Regions from separate parts of the Ovis aries genome. Here region 2 is linked to region 1. The links are chromatin contacts, called in public Hi-C maps. All regions are on one chromosome and are shown on one strand. The core of a region is the stretch at or near the end of the contact, and the rest is flanking DNA. Distances in the headings are between cores, read along the strand shown.

What was found. A called contact is a pair of places that touch in the nucleus more often than the background predicts.
Region 2: a contact with region 1 is called in a Hi-C map of liver, with 3 times the contacts expected there. The contact joins two enhancer-like sites. A contact is called at or near these places in 2 of 16 Hi-C or Micro-C datasets (liver and tail adipose tissue).

Annotation. Positions count from the first base shown.
Region 1 is chr26:22,819,113-22,825,566 of ARS-UI_Ramb_v3.0, forward strand. All of the region lies in intron 4 of DLC1 (DLC1 Rho GTPase activating protein), which reads left to right. Among named protein-coding and RNA genes, the nearest start is that of C26H8orf48, 230 kb to the left of the region's middle. Within about 2 kb of position 3,594, at least 2 of the 54 cell types and tissues checked have an H3K27ac peak or open chromatin away from gene starts, as enhancers often do. A contact at or near this core is called in liver, where this site is marked.
Region 2 is chr26:23,116,076-23,122,529 of ARS-UI_Ramb_v3.0, forward strand. All of the region lies in intron 2 of LOC121818076 (a long non-coding RNA gene), which reads left to right. Among named protein-coding and RNA genes, the nearest start is that of TRMT9B, 100 kb to the right of the region's middle. Within about 2 kb of position 4,131, at least 2 of the 54 cell types and tissues checked have an H3K27ac peak or open chromatin away from gene starts, as enhancers often do. A contact at or near this core is called in liver, where this site is marked.

The sequences.
Region 1 (6,454 bases), core at 2,344-4,843:
TTTTTTCCGTAATCATCACAATTGGCTAATGATTTCTTTTCCCCCAAAGACAATGTACCATATATGTGAAAGTTAAAATAAATTCTCTCAGTCATGTCTGACTCTTTGCGCCCCCATGGACTATGCAGTCCATGGAATTCTCCAGGCCAGAATACTGGGGTCCATAGCCTTCCCTTCTCCAGGGGACCTTCCCAACCTAGGGACTGAACCCAGGTCTCCTGCATTATGGGCAGATTCTTTACCTGCTGAGCCACCAGGGAAGCCCAAGAATACTGGAGTGGGTAGCCTTTCACTTTTCCAGGGGATCTTTCCATCCCAGGAATAGAACTGGGGTCTCCTGCATTACAGGTGGTTCTTTACCAACTGAGCTATCAGGGAAGCCGTACCATATACACATTAATGACAAAATATTGACTGAACTAACACTATTATTTTATTTATTTAAAGTAAATTCACATAGGAAGCTTCCTGAACAAAAGACTCCCCCTATACTCACTTTTCGGAGAAGACAATGGCAACCCACTCCAGTACTCTTGCCTGGAAAATCCCATGGACGGAGGAGCCTGGTAGGCTGCAGTCCATGGGGTCGCAAAGAGTCGGACAGGACTGAGCAACTTCACTTTCACTTTTCACTTTCATGCATTAGAGAAGGAAATGGCAACCCACTCCAGTGTTCTTGCCTGGAGAATCCAAGGGACGGAGGAGCATGGGTGGGCTGCCGTCTATGGGGTCTCACAGAGTCGGACATGACTGAAGTGACTTAGCAGCATACTCACTTTTGCATCTGATGGCTTTCTAGGAATGCATATGTGAATGTAAGCCTGTGTGCCAGCACATGTGTATTATGTGAGTGCACACACATGCACACACACACTCTTCACAGGTAACAGTGACCTGCCTTTGAATTGAAAAGTGTTTTTAAACAGTTTTCATAACCCAACTACCCCAAGAAGCTAAAACATAAAAATAAATCATTGTTTAACATAGTTCAGTTCAGTTCAGTCGCTCAGTCCTGTCCGACTCTTTGCGACCCAATGAATCACAGCACGCCAGGCCTCCCTGTCCATCACCATCTCCCGGAGTTCACTCAGACTCACGTCCATCGAGTCAGTGATGCCATCCAGCCATCTCATCCTCGGTCGTCCCTTCTCCTCCTGCCCCCAATCCCTCCCAGTATCAATGTCTTTTCCAATGAGTCAGCTCTTCCCATGAGGTGGCCAAAGTATTGGAGTCTCAGCTTCAGCATCATTCCTTCCAAAGAAATCCCAGGGTTGATCTCCTTCAGAATGGACTGGTTGAATCTCCTTGCAGTCCAAGGGACTCTCAAGAGTCTTCTCCAATACCACAGTTCAAAAGCATCAATTCTTCGGCACTCAGCCTTCTTCACAGTCCAACTCTCACATCTATACATGGCCACAGGAAAAACTACAGCCTTGACTAGATGGACCTTAGTCGGCAAAGTAATGTCTCTGCTTTTGAATATACTATCTAGGTTGGTCATAACTTTTCTTCCAAGGAGTAAGCGTCTTTTAATTTCATGGCTGCAGTCACCATCTGCAGTGATTTTGGAGCCCAAAACAATAAAGTCTGACACTGTCTCCACTGTTTCCCCATCTATGTTGAGCTTTAAGCCAACTTTTTCACTCTCCTCTTTCACTTTCATCAAGAGGCTTTTTAGTTCCTCTTCACTTTCTGCCGTAAGGGTGGTGTCATTTGCATATCTGAGGTTATTGATATTTCTCCCGGCAATCTTGATTCCAGCTTGTGTTTCTTCCAGTCCAGCATTTCTCATGAAGTACTCTGCATAGAAGTTAAATAAGCAGGGTGACAATATACAGCCTTGACGTACTCCTTTTCCTATTTGGAACCAGTCTGTTTTTCCATGTCCAGCTCTAACTGTTGCTTCCTGACCTGCATACAGGTTTCTCAAGAGGCAGGTTAGGTGGTCTGGTATTTCCCATCTCTTTCAGAATTTTCCACAGTTTATTGTGATCCACACAGTCAAAGGCTTTGGCATAGTCAAGAAAGCAGAAATAGATGTTTTTCTGGAACTCTCTTGCTTTTTCCATGATCCAGTGGATGTTGGTAATTTGATCTCTGGTTCCTCTGCCTTTCCTAAAACCAGCTTGAACATCAGGGAGTTCATGGTTCATGTATTGCTGCAGCCTGGCTTGGAGAATTTTGAGCATTACTTTACTAGCGTGTGAGATGAGTGCAATTGTGCAGTAGTTTGAGCATTCTTTGGCATTGCCTTTCTTTGGGATTGGAATGAAAACTGACCTTTTCCAGTCCTGTGGCCACTGCTGAGTTTTCCAAATGTGCTGGCATATTGAGTGCAGCACTTTCACAGCATCATCTTTCAGGATTTGAAACAGCTCAACTGGAATTCCATCACCTCCACTAGCTTTGTTCATAGTGATGCTTTCTAAGGCCCACTTGACTTCACATTCCAAGATGTCCGGCTCTAGATTAGTGATCACATCATCATGATAATCTGGGTCATGAAGATCTGTTTTATACAGTTCTTCCGTGTATTCTTGCCACCTCTTCTTAATATCTCCTTCTTCTGTTAGGTCCCTACCGTTTCTGTCCTTTATAGAGCCCATCTTTGCATGAAATGTTCCCTTGGTATCTCTAATTTTCTTGAAGAGTAGTCTAGTCTTTCCCATTCTGTTGTTTTCCTTTATTTCTTTGCATTGATCACTGAAGAAGGCTTTCTTATCTCTTCTTGCTATTCTTTGGAACTCTGCATTCAGATGCTTATATCTTTCCTTTTCTCCTTTGCTTTTCACCTCTCTTCTTCTCACAGCTATTTGTAAGGCCTCCCCAGACAGCTATTTTGCTTTTTTGCATTTCTTTTCCATGGGGATGGTCTTGATCCCTGTCTCCTGTACAATGTCACGATTTTAAATGAAAATTCATAAATATTTTCTCAAGCAGTGTCTCATTGATAGTCTCTTAAAAGTCTGTTGATATTTCAAATGTATGTCTTTTTAAAAATAAGCGTTTTCATCTTACTATCCTGTTGATATAATAAAAGTAAAAAGTCTAGGTGCAAAATGTGTCCCTAAGAAGAGTTATTACTTATCTCTGTATTTCTCTAAATGAATCATGTTTTGAACTGGAGAACAAAGGAGGACTTTTCCAACTATTTAGATTTGATGTAAAAAAAATTACTCGGCTTTAACTATAGCTCTGGACAATTTGTTTAGGCATCAAATTCATCTCTACTATTATATATTTATCACTTCACTTTGAAAAGTGAAAAGGCCCATATGCTAATCCACGCATGAATGAGGATTCTACTTTTTAAATGACAATAATTTGTCTAATATTACAAAGCACTGGTTAATGTTTAGCCAGTGGTAAATATTTATTTGACCCTGTTCTGATCTTGTTATCCCACATCACAACAAACAACATCTCTTAATGGAAATGTTGAAAGTCAAAAGCCAGCATATCTGTTCACAAAATCCTTGAGACCCTACAGATCCTTTCATGTCGAGAACAGAAGTCTACAGATGAGGAAACTGAAGTCAGGGAGGAGGGAGATTTCCCACACTGGGGTTTCCGTGTGTAACTTGAACAGGAATTTAGTAACACAGCAAGACTGGAAGGCAGACAGTCTGGCTCCAGGACCTGCCTTCAGCTGCAGGGTTCCACTGCCTCTTTTCTAGTTCCATTAATGTTTTTCATTTTTTTCATCATAAAGCTGTCTGTGCATAACTTCCTTTTAACTCTTTATAAGCATATGGAGCCTTTCAGCACATAATGGGAAACATACTCTATGTGTAAAATGTGACAAAATTAATTACTAATAAAGATTTATCGATCTCTTAACAGTGTGCAAAACACCTTATAGATGTTTGTGGGAGCATGAGAACTGACAGTAAAATAATGATACTAAAGTTTTTATTTTAATCTTTATACTTTGCTGTGTTTTCTATGAGCAGTGTCTGGCATATGTGGATTAAACATTTGATGAATGAATGGATATATGTTATTATATGCTATGACTATAAATTTAATTTAAAATAAGAAACATCAAAAGAAATCACTAATATAAACTACTAAAACAATTATATTTTGGAATTTCTTTTGAGAAATGTGACATAGACATCAGCACAAGTATTGTTTTTCTAAGCCTGGGGTCAGCAAAGTTTTTCTATAAAGAGTCAGATAGCAAATATTTTAGGCTTTGCAAGCCATTCAGTCTCTGTCACAGCTACTGCATTCTGCTGTTATATTGCAAAAGCAGCCTGGACATAAAGCAGTGTACATGGATGTGTTCCTGTAACACTTTACTTCTGGAAACTAAGGGGCTTCCCTGGTACCTCAGAGGGTAAAGAATCTGCTTGCAATGCAGGAGACTCAGATTAGAGACCCGGGTTTGATCCCTGGGTTAGGAGGATCCCTTGAAGAAGGGAATGGCTACCTACTCCAGTATTCTTCCCTGGAGAATTCCAGAGGAGCCTGGCTAGCTACAGTCCATGGGGTCATAAAGAGTTGAACACAATTTAGCAACTAACACACTCTAGATACTAAAATTTCAATTTCTTGTAATTTTCATGTACCATAATATATTCCCTTTCATTGTTTTTTAGACATCAAAAACTGTAGGTTACAGGCTGTACAAAAACTGGGGAGGATGGATTTGGCTCAAGGGCAGAGCGTCCACCTCCTTCCTTAGTGAGCATGTTGGAAAAGAGAACATTACCATAGTAGTGTTGGGCTTCCCAGGTGGCACTAGTGGCATAGAACCTGCCTGCCAGTGTAGGCGACGTAAGAGACTTGGGCTTGATCTCTGGATCAGGAAGATGCCCAGGAGTAGGAAATGGCAACCCACTCCAGTATTCTTGCCTGGAGAATCCCATGGACAGAGGAGCCTGGTGGGCTATAGTCCATAGGGTCACAGAGTCGGACATTACTGAAGCAGCTTAGCACGCACGCATAGCATGATAGTGTAGCATGTCATCAGTGGTGAATTACCTTGATTTGAGACTGAAGCCCAACTCTCCTAGTCTGTAACATTCATTTCTTAGATTCTTTGTGCTTTAGTTTCTTCATCTGTGAAATGAAGATGATAATAGTACCTTCCTCATTAATTTATTGTAGAGATAAATGAGTTAAAACATACAAAGGATCTAAAATGATCCTTGGCATATAATAAATACTATCATCGTATTTACTAAGTAAATAACCTCATTGTTTAAAAGCATTTGGGACTCCTTTATAAAGATTGCTGAAGCCAATTTACAAAGCATGGAAGTAAACATCATTACATTATCATTACCTTCTCCAGGAAGACTGTCCCTGAACTTGTCCATTTCAAAAATATAAATCTAAATTAACATCTGTATCAGAAATTTACTTCAAAATTCTACTTCATGAAATCTGTCACTAGATTTGACTGTTTCAAAATATAATTGTCTTAAAAAAAAAAAGCTTCACATGAAAGGACTTCCCTGGCAGTCCATTGGTTAAGACTGTGCTTCCCCTGCAGAGGGGCACGAGTTTCTGTGTCTGATCAGGAAAGTTCCACATGCTGCGTAATGCAGGCAAAAAAAAAAAAAAAAAGAAAGAAATTATCATGTAAAGGGCAAATATTTTAAAAGAAGAAGATGCTAATAGACTAAGAACAACATAGTGGTTACCAGTGGGGAATGGGGGGAAGGGAGGCATAAACTGCTGAGTATAACACAGGCTCAAGGATGTGTATTACAAAATGGGCAATATAGCCAATGTTTGGTAATAACTAATCTTCAAAATGGTAAAAATTATAAAGATTTTATTTAAAAACATTTTTTTAAAAGAGAATGAGTAATAAGCTTGAAAAAAATTACCCAAAGGGCCTTCTAGGCAAGGTCTGAGTAGTGAAATCATTAAAATCTGCACACTTCCCAGTTTACTATTGGACGTTCTGATTTAGGTAGAAACCTGATTGTGTTTTTCCTTATAGTTATATTTTACACTTTCACATAAGGAGCTTAAAATCTCAGAGGGGAGATATAATATACACAGATAAAAATGCAACTAACTGTAATAAATGATAAGGGACATACAGGTAATACAGCGGTGGATGTTATGAAGGAAGGCTAAATGAATTCCAGCTAAGGCAGTTACATCTATCATTATGGTAACCTCTGTAGTTGGGCCTTGAAAGAAGGGAAGATTATTTTTAAGAAAAGTTATGAGTGTGGTATGCAGTACTTCTCTGTTAAGACACCTTTCCTGGTAACACATCCAGCCTCTGGCCACAGAGGGGAGCAGGTCATCCAGCCTGGATTGCATAATATCTCCAGAAATTTTCAGACCTGTAGGCAAGACTGCATACTTTAGTTTCTGGTCACAAACTGAAAAATGTCATTCTCTACATGCTTACAGCCGCATCAACTGCCACGTGGAGAAGCTCTTCCCAGAGATTAAAGTAAACAAGCAAAAGATAAGCAAAACG
Region 2 (6,454 bases), core at 2,881-5,380, 300 kb after region 1:
GGAGGAGGGCATGGCAACTCACTCCAGTATTTTGCCTGGGAAATCCCATGGACAGAGCAGCCTGGCAGGTTACAGTCCATAGGGTCTGAAAGAGTTGGACACAACTGAAGTGACTTAGCGTGCCCACATTCAGTATGCACTGTAGAAATGAATTACGTGATGTCTCGGGTTTCAAAAGAGTCCAGTTCTATTGGCAATAAATCCAAGGTTTTATTCTTGCCTGTAAATTTGTTTCAAATAAATGCCACATGTAAAAGCAACTTAAAAAAAGATGTAATCTACATGCCTGAAGTGCCAGATTCATGATTTAATTATTTGGCCCAGTCAGTGAGCTGAAAGTTCAGAAAACAAAAAACAAAACCTTAAATGAAAGAAAACATTTCTAAAACAAATTGCCTTCCTTGTGTCAAAAGTCCTCCTATGCCTGGAGTCAGACAGGAAACAAATAGACCTGTGTGTTATCAGAACTGAACTAAAGTATTTATCTGTTTCTCCCCATGGAACATCCCTTGAAAGAACGTTGTGTTTGATGTAGGGATTCCAAGCAGGACTTGCCATGGTGCTTAGGGTCTCCTGGGTATTGGTTTCATCTGCTTGAACCTTGAGTTGAAGCAGGCCAAGGAAATCAATACCTTGGATGCTGCGTCTGAGTAGGGGCTCAGGAAAATATATAAAGATGGGGAAAGTATAAAGTGGAGCTTCCTAGGGGGCATGGTGATAAAGAATCTGCCTGCCAGTGCAGGAGATGTAAGAGATACAGGTTCAATCCCTGGGTCAGGAAGGTCCCGTGGAGTAGGAAATGGCAACTCCAGTATTCTTGCCTGGAAAATCCCATGGACAGAGGAGCCTGGCAAGCTATAGTTCATGGGGCTGCAAAGAGTTGTACACAACTGACCACGCACGCACCAAGTATAAAGTGAGAGGATAGCTGGTCTATTTCCCAAACAATTATTGAATGCCACGGATGAGGCACTTCTCTAGGGTATTCAGAGTAAATAGATGAAGTTCCTTCCATTCAGGAGATCATCATCTGCCTTGAAAAACATAGGATTTCCCTGGTGGCTCAGATGGTAAAGAGTCTACCTGCAATACGGGAGACCCATGTTCGATCCCTGGGTCGGGAAGATCCCCTGCAAGAGAGCCTGGCAACCCATTCCAGTATTCTTTCCTGGAGAGTTCCATGGACAGAGGAGCTTGGTGAGCTATAGTTCATGGGGTCACGTAGAGTTGGACAGGACTTAAGCACCTGACGCATATACATATATGTATATGTATGTGAAAAGCATGAAGCATTATAGGAGCACCAGTTTTCTATGGCGTGGCTGAAGACATCCATTTGTCATCCCCCAAGTGTGAATGTCACGTGTTTGTCAAGTTTCTCCTGCACACTCACGTTCTATATTCTGGGAATTTGGCTGAGGGAAGTTTCTGCTTCCTCAGCAGCAATGGCCAGAATGCTCTGGCTTTAGTAAACAGTGTTAATATATGCACGAAGTGTGCACACGGAAGTTGATTGCAGGTTTTGTGCTCTGACTGTGCAGAGCCAAAGAAAAATAACCGAGCTCTGAATCTCAGCTTTTTAAAATTTAACATTATCAATGCTTACTACCTTCCATCCAGGCCTTGGGTGGAAGGTTACAAAATAGGAGAAAGTGTTAGTTGCCCAACTGTGTCCAACTCTTTGGGACCCCATGAACTATACCTTGCCAGGCTCCCCTGTCCATGGGGATTCTCCAGGCAAGCATACTAGAGTAGGTTGCCATGCCCTCCTCCAGGCGATCTTTCTGACCCGGGGATTGAACCCAGGTCTCCTGCATTGTAGGCAGATTCTTTACCATCTGAGCCACCAGGGAAGCCCTACAAAACAGGATAAATTTTCATCTAAAAATAAATGAGCAGGTATTACATAATGGAAAATCTACATAGGTTAGGATTTCAGCTCCTTTTATTTCTCTTCTCTATGAGCTTAATTATACTGAAAAACAAAATATTTGAAGAGTTAAGATTTGGGCAAAAAACACAACTTTCGTTTTATTCACTTACTGTTAAAAATGTTCCTGACACGTAGTCGATTGTTGCGCTAGTCTCAGGTGTACAGCAAAATGGTTCATTCGTGTGTATGTTGTGTTAGTCACCCAGTCGCGTCTGACTCTTTGCAGCTCCATGGACTGTAGCCCGCCAGGCTCCTCCGTCCATGGAATTTTCCAGGCAAGAATACTGAAGTGGGTTGCCATTGCCTTCTCCAGGGGATCTTCCCAACCCAGGGATCAAACCCAGGTCTCCCACACTGTAGGCAGACTCTTTACCATCGGAGCCACCGGGGGTTCCTGGTGTTTTCTGTGTATGTCTGTGTGTATATCGGAGAAGGCACTGGCACCCCACTCCAGCACTCTTGCCTGGAAAATCCCATGGACGGCGGAGCCTGGTGGGCTGCAGTCCATGGGGTCGCAAAGAGTCGGACACGACTGAGCGACCTCACTTTCACTTTTCACTTTCATGCATCGGAGAAGGAAATTGCAACCCACTCCAGGGTTCTTGCCTGGAGAATCCCAGGGACGGGGGAGCCTGGTGGGCTGCCGTCTCTGGGGTCGCACAGAGTCGGACACGACTGAGGCGGCTTAGCAGCAGCATGCGTGTATATGTATTCTTTTTAGTTTCTTTGCCAGTGTAGGTTATTATAAGATTTGAATGTAGCTTCCTGCACTGTACAGTAAATCCTTGTTGTTTATTTTATAATATGTAGCAGTGCATGCGTGCTCAGTCACTCAGTTGTGTCTGAATCTTTGCAACACCACGGACTGCAGCCCTCCAGGCTCTGCTGTCCATGGGATTTCCCAGGCAAGGAAAATGGGTTGCCATTTCCCACTCCAGAGTAACTTTCTGACTTAAGGATCAAACCCACGTCTCCTGTGTTGGCAGATTCTTTACCACTCTGCCACCTGGGAAGCCCATTATGTAGTAGTGTGTATCTGTTAATCCCAAACTCCTAATTTATCCCTCCCCTGTCACTTTCCCCTTTGGTTACCATAGTTTTTTTTGTTGTTGTTTTTTCAAAATCTTTGAGTTGGCCTCTGTTTTGTAAATAAACTCATTTGTATCATTTTCTTTTTTTACATTCTACATGTAAGTAATATAATATGATATTTGTCTCTCTCTCTCTGACTTCACTTCAGGGGATAATCTCTAGGTCCATCCATGTTGCTGCCAGTGGCATCATTTCGTTCTTTTGTATGGCTGAATATCATTCAGTTGTATGTATGTACCACTTCTTTATCCCTTCCTCTGTCCGTGGACATTTAGCTTACTTCCATGTCTTGGCTGTTGTGAATAGTGCTGCTTTGAACATTGGGGTACATGTAACTTTTCTAGTTAATTTTCACCTTTTCCAGATATATGCCTAGTAGCAGGATCGCCGGATCATATGGTAACTATATTTTTAGTTTCGAATATTGATTTTAAGCAAGAACGTGTCTTTTCTTTCTTTCATATTTGTGTGTTTATTTGGCTGTCTCGGGTCCTAGTTGCAGCACACAAGGGCTTAATTGTCCAACGGCATGTGGTTTCGAATCTCCCCGACCAGGGACCAAATCCTCATTGCCGCTTTGGAAGGCGGACTCCCAACCACTGAACCACCAGGGAAATCCCAAGAGTATGTTTTTGATCAGATCTTTGAGTGCAGGTTCTCCCAGGCTTACCACTGACTACTGGTTCAGCCAGGGGTGATGGAGTGGTTTCTTAGGATTTTCAAGGACTGTAAGGAGATGCTCAAAGTGAGGGATTCAGCAGACACAGTGGGACAGGAAGCAGGCTCCACTTCAAGAAGCTAAGAGGCAAATCAGATGTTTGCAGAACCCAAAGAGCTGGAGGTATGGATTGAAGGTGGATATAAAGCTAAGAATCTGGGATGAAGTGGGATAAAGTGACCAGCTAGGAACGCACCCTCATCTCCCTAGGTTCCCTTTTCAGGATGTGAATTTGCCGTAAAGTGTAGGGTTTTCAGAAGAATGGATGAAGGGAAAGCAGCTCTTCCGGAACTTGGCTTGTTTTCTCTGTGATCTCCTGCTGGCTTCCCTGACCTTTGGCCACCACCCACGCCGTCATGGCTTCCACCTACCCCCATCCTAATCCAGTCAGTCGGCAGGCAAAGCTGATGACTCATGTTATTACTTAGAGTTCTATCTGGTGGAATAGAACTGGGTTCTGCAGCTGTGAAAACCTACTGGCTCCCTTGTGATACCGACTTGCCTTAACCTTATTAAAGCGTGCTGTTTCCCTGCTGTGTTCCCCAGGGCCCCCATGAAAGCTATTGGTGATTCATAGGATTTGGAAATGTGAAAAATGTCCCTGCAACAGACATGTGGGACTAACTTGTTAACGTTTCTACAGCAGTTTGTTTTGGGGAGATAAAATGTAGCCAAGGCACATGTCAGAGGTCAGAAAGGAAACAGGAGAGAAGTGATGAAGTTGTGATGATTCAGGCAAAAGGATGTTGAAGCCGAGAAATATTAGATGAAGCCTTTCGTGTATCTGATTCTTACCATGCTGGTGATGAGGTCGTGGAGGGCTGCTGAAGTCACTTCAGTTCAGTCGCTCAGTCGCTCTTTGTGACCCATGGACTGCAGCACACCAGGCCTCCCTGTCCATCACCAACTCCTGGAGCTTGCTCATGCTCATGTCCATCGAGTTGGTGATGCCATCCAACCATCTCATCCTCTGTCATCCCCTTTTCCTCCTGCCTTCAATCTTTCTCAGCATCAGGGTCTTTTCCAGTGAGTCAGCTCTTCACATCAGGTGGCCAAAGTATTGGAGCTTCAGCTTTAGCATCATTCCTTCCAGTGAATATTCAGGGCTGATTTCCTTTAGGATTGACTGGTTTGATCTCCTTGTAGTCCAAGGAGTTCTCAAGAGTCTTCTCCAGCACCACAATTCAAAAGCAGCAATTCTCCGCTGCTCAGCTTTCTTTATGATCCAAGTCTCACATCCATACATGACTACTAGAAAAACCATAGCTTTGACTATAAGGACCTTGGTTGGCAAAGTAATGTCTCTGCTTTTTAATATGCTGTCTAGGCTGGTCATAGCTTTTCTTCCAAGGAACAAGCGTCTTTTAATTTCATGGCTGCAGTCACCATCTGCAGTGATTTTGGAGCCCCAGGAAATAAAGTCTGTCATTATTTCCATTGTTTCCCCATCTACTTGCCATGAAGTGATGGGACCAGATGCCTTGATCTTTGTTTTTGGAATGTTGAATTTTAAGTCAGTTTTTTCACTCTCATCTTTCACTTTGATCAAGAGGCTCTTTAGTTCCTCTTCACTTTCTGCCATAAGGGTGGTGTCATCTGCATATCTGAGGTTATTGATATTTCTCCCAGCAATCTTGATTCCAGCTTGTGCTTCATCCAGTCTGGCATTTTGCATGATGTACTCTGCATATAAGTTAAATAAGCAGGGTGACAATATATAGCCTTGATGTACCCCTTTCCCAGTTTGGAACCAGTGTGTTGTTCCATGTCCAGTTTTAACTGTTGCTTCTTGACCCGCATACAGGTTTCTCAGAGGGCAAGTAAGGTGTTCTGGTATTCCCATCTCTTTAAGAATTTCCCACAGTTTTTTTGTGATTCACACAGTCAAAGGCTTTAGCATAGTCAATGAAGTAGATGATTTTCTGGAACTCTCTTGCTTTTTCTATGATCCAACAGATGCTGGCAATTTGATCTCTGGTTCCTCTGCCTTTTTGAAGTCCACCTCGAATATCTGGAAGTTCTCAGTTCACGTACTGTTGAAGCCTGGCTTGGAGAATTTTGAGCATTATTTTGCTAGTGTGTGAGATGAGTGCATTTGTGCAGTAGTTTGAGCATTCTTTGGCATTGCCTTTCTTTGGGATTGGAATGAAACTGACCTTTTCCAGTCCTGTGACCATTGCTGAGTTTTCCAGATTTGCTGGTATATTGACTGCAGCACTTTCACAGCATCATCTTTTAGGATTTGAAATAGCTCAACTAGAATTCCATCACCTCCACTAGCTTTGTTCATAGTGATGCTTCCTAAGGCCTACTTGACTTCGCATTCCACGATGTCTGGCTCTGGGTGAATGACCACACCTTTGTGGTTATCTGGGTCATGAATATCTTTTTGTATAGTTCTTCTGTGTATTCTTGCCACCTTTTAATATCTTCTGCTTCTGTTAGGTCCATACCATTTCTGTCCTTTATTGTGCCCATCTTTACATGAAATGCTTCCCTTGTGGCTCAGCTGGTAAAGAATCTGCCTACAATGCGGGAGACCTGGGTTCCATCCCTGGGTTGGGAAGATCCCCTGGAGAAGGGAAAGGCTACCCACTCCAGTATTCTGGCCTGGAGAATTCCATGGACTGTATAGTCCACAGGGTTGCAAAGAGTCAGACACTACTGAGTGACTTTCACTTTCACTTTCTGTTAGGTCCATACCATTTCTG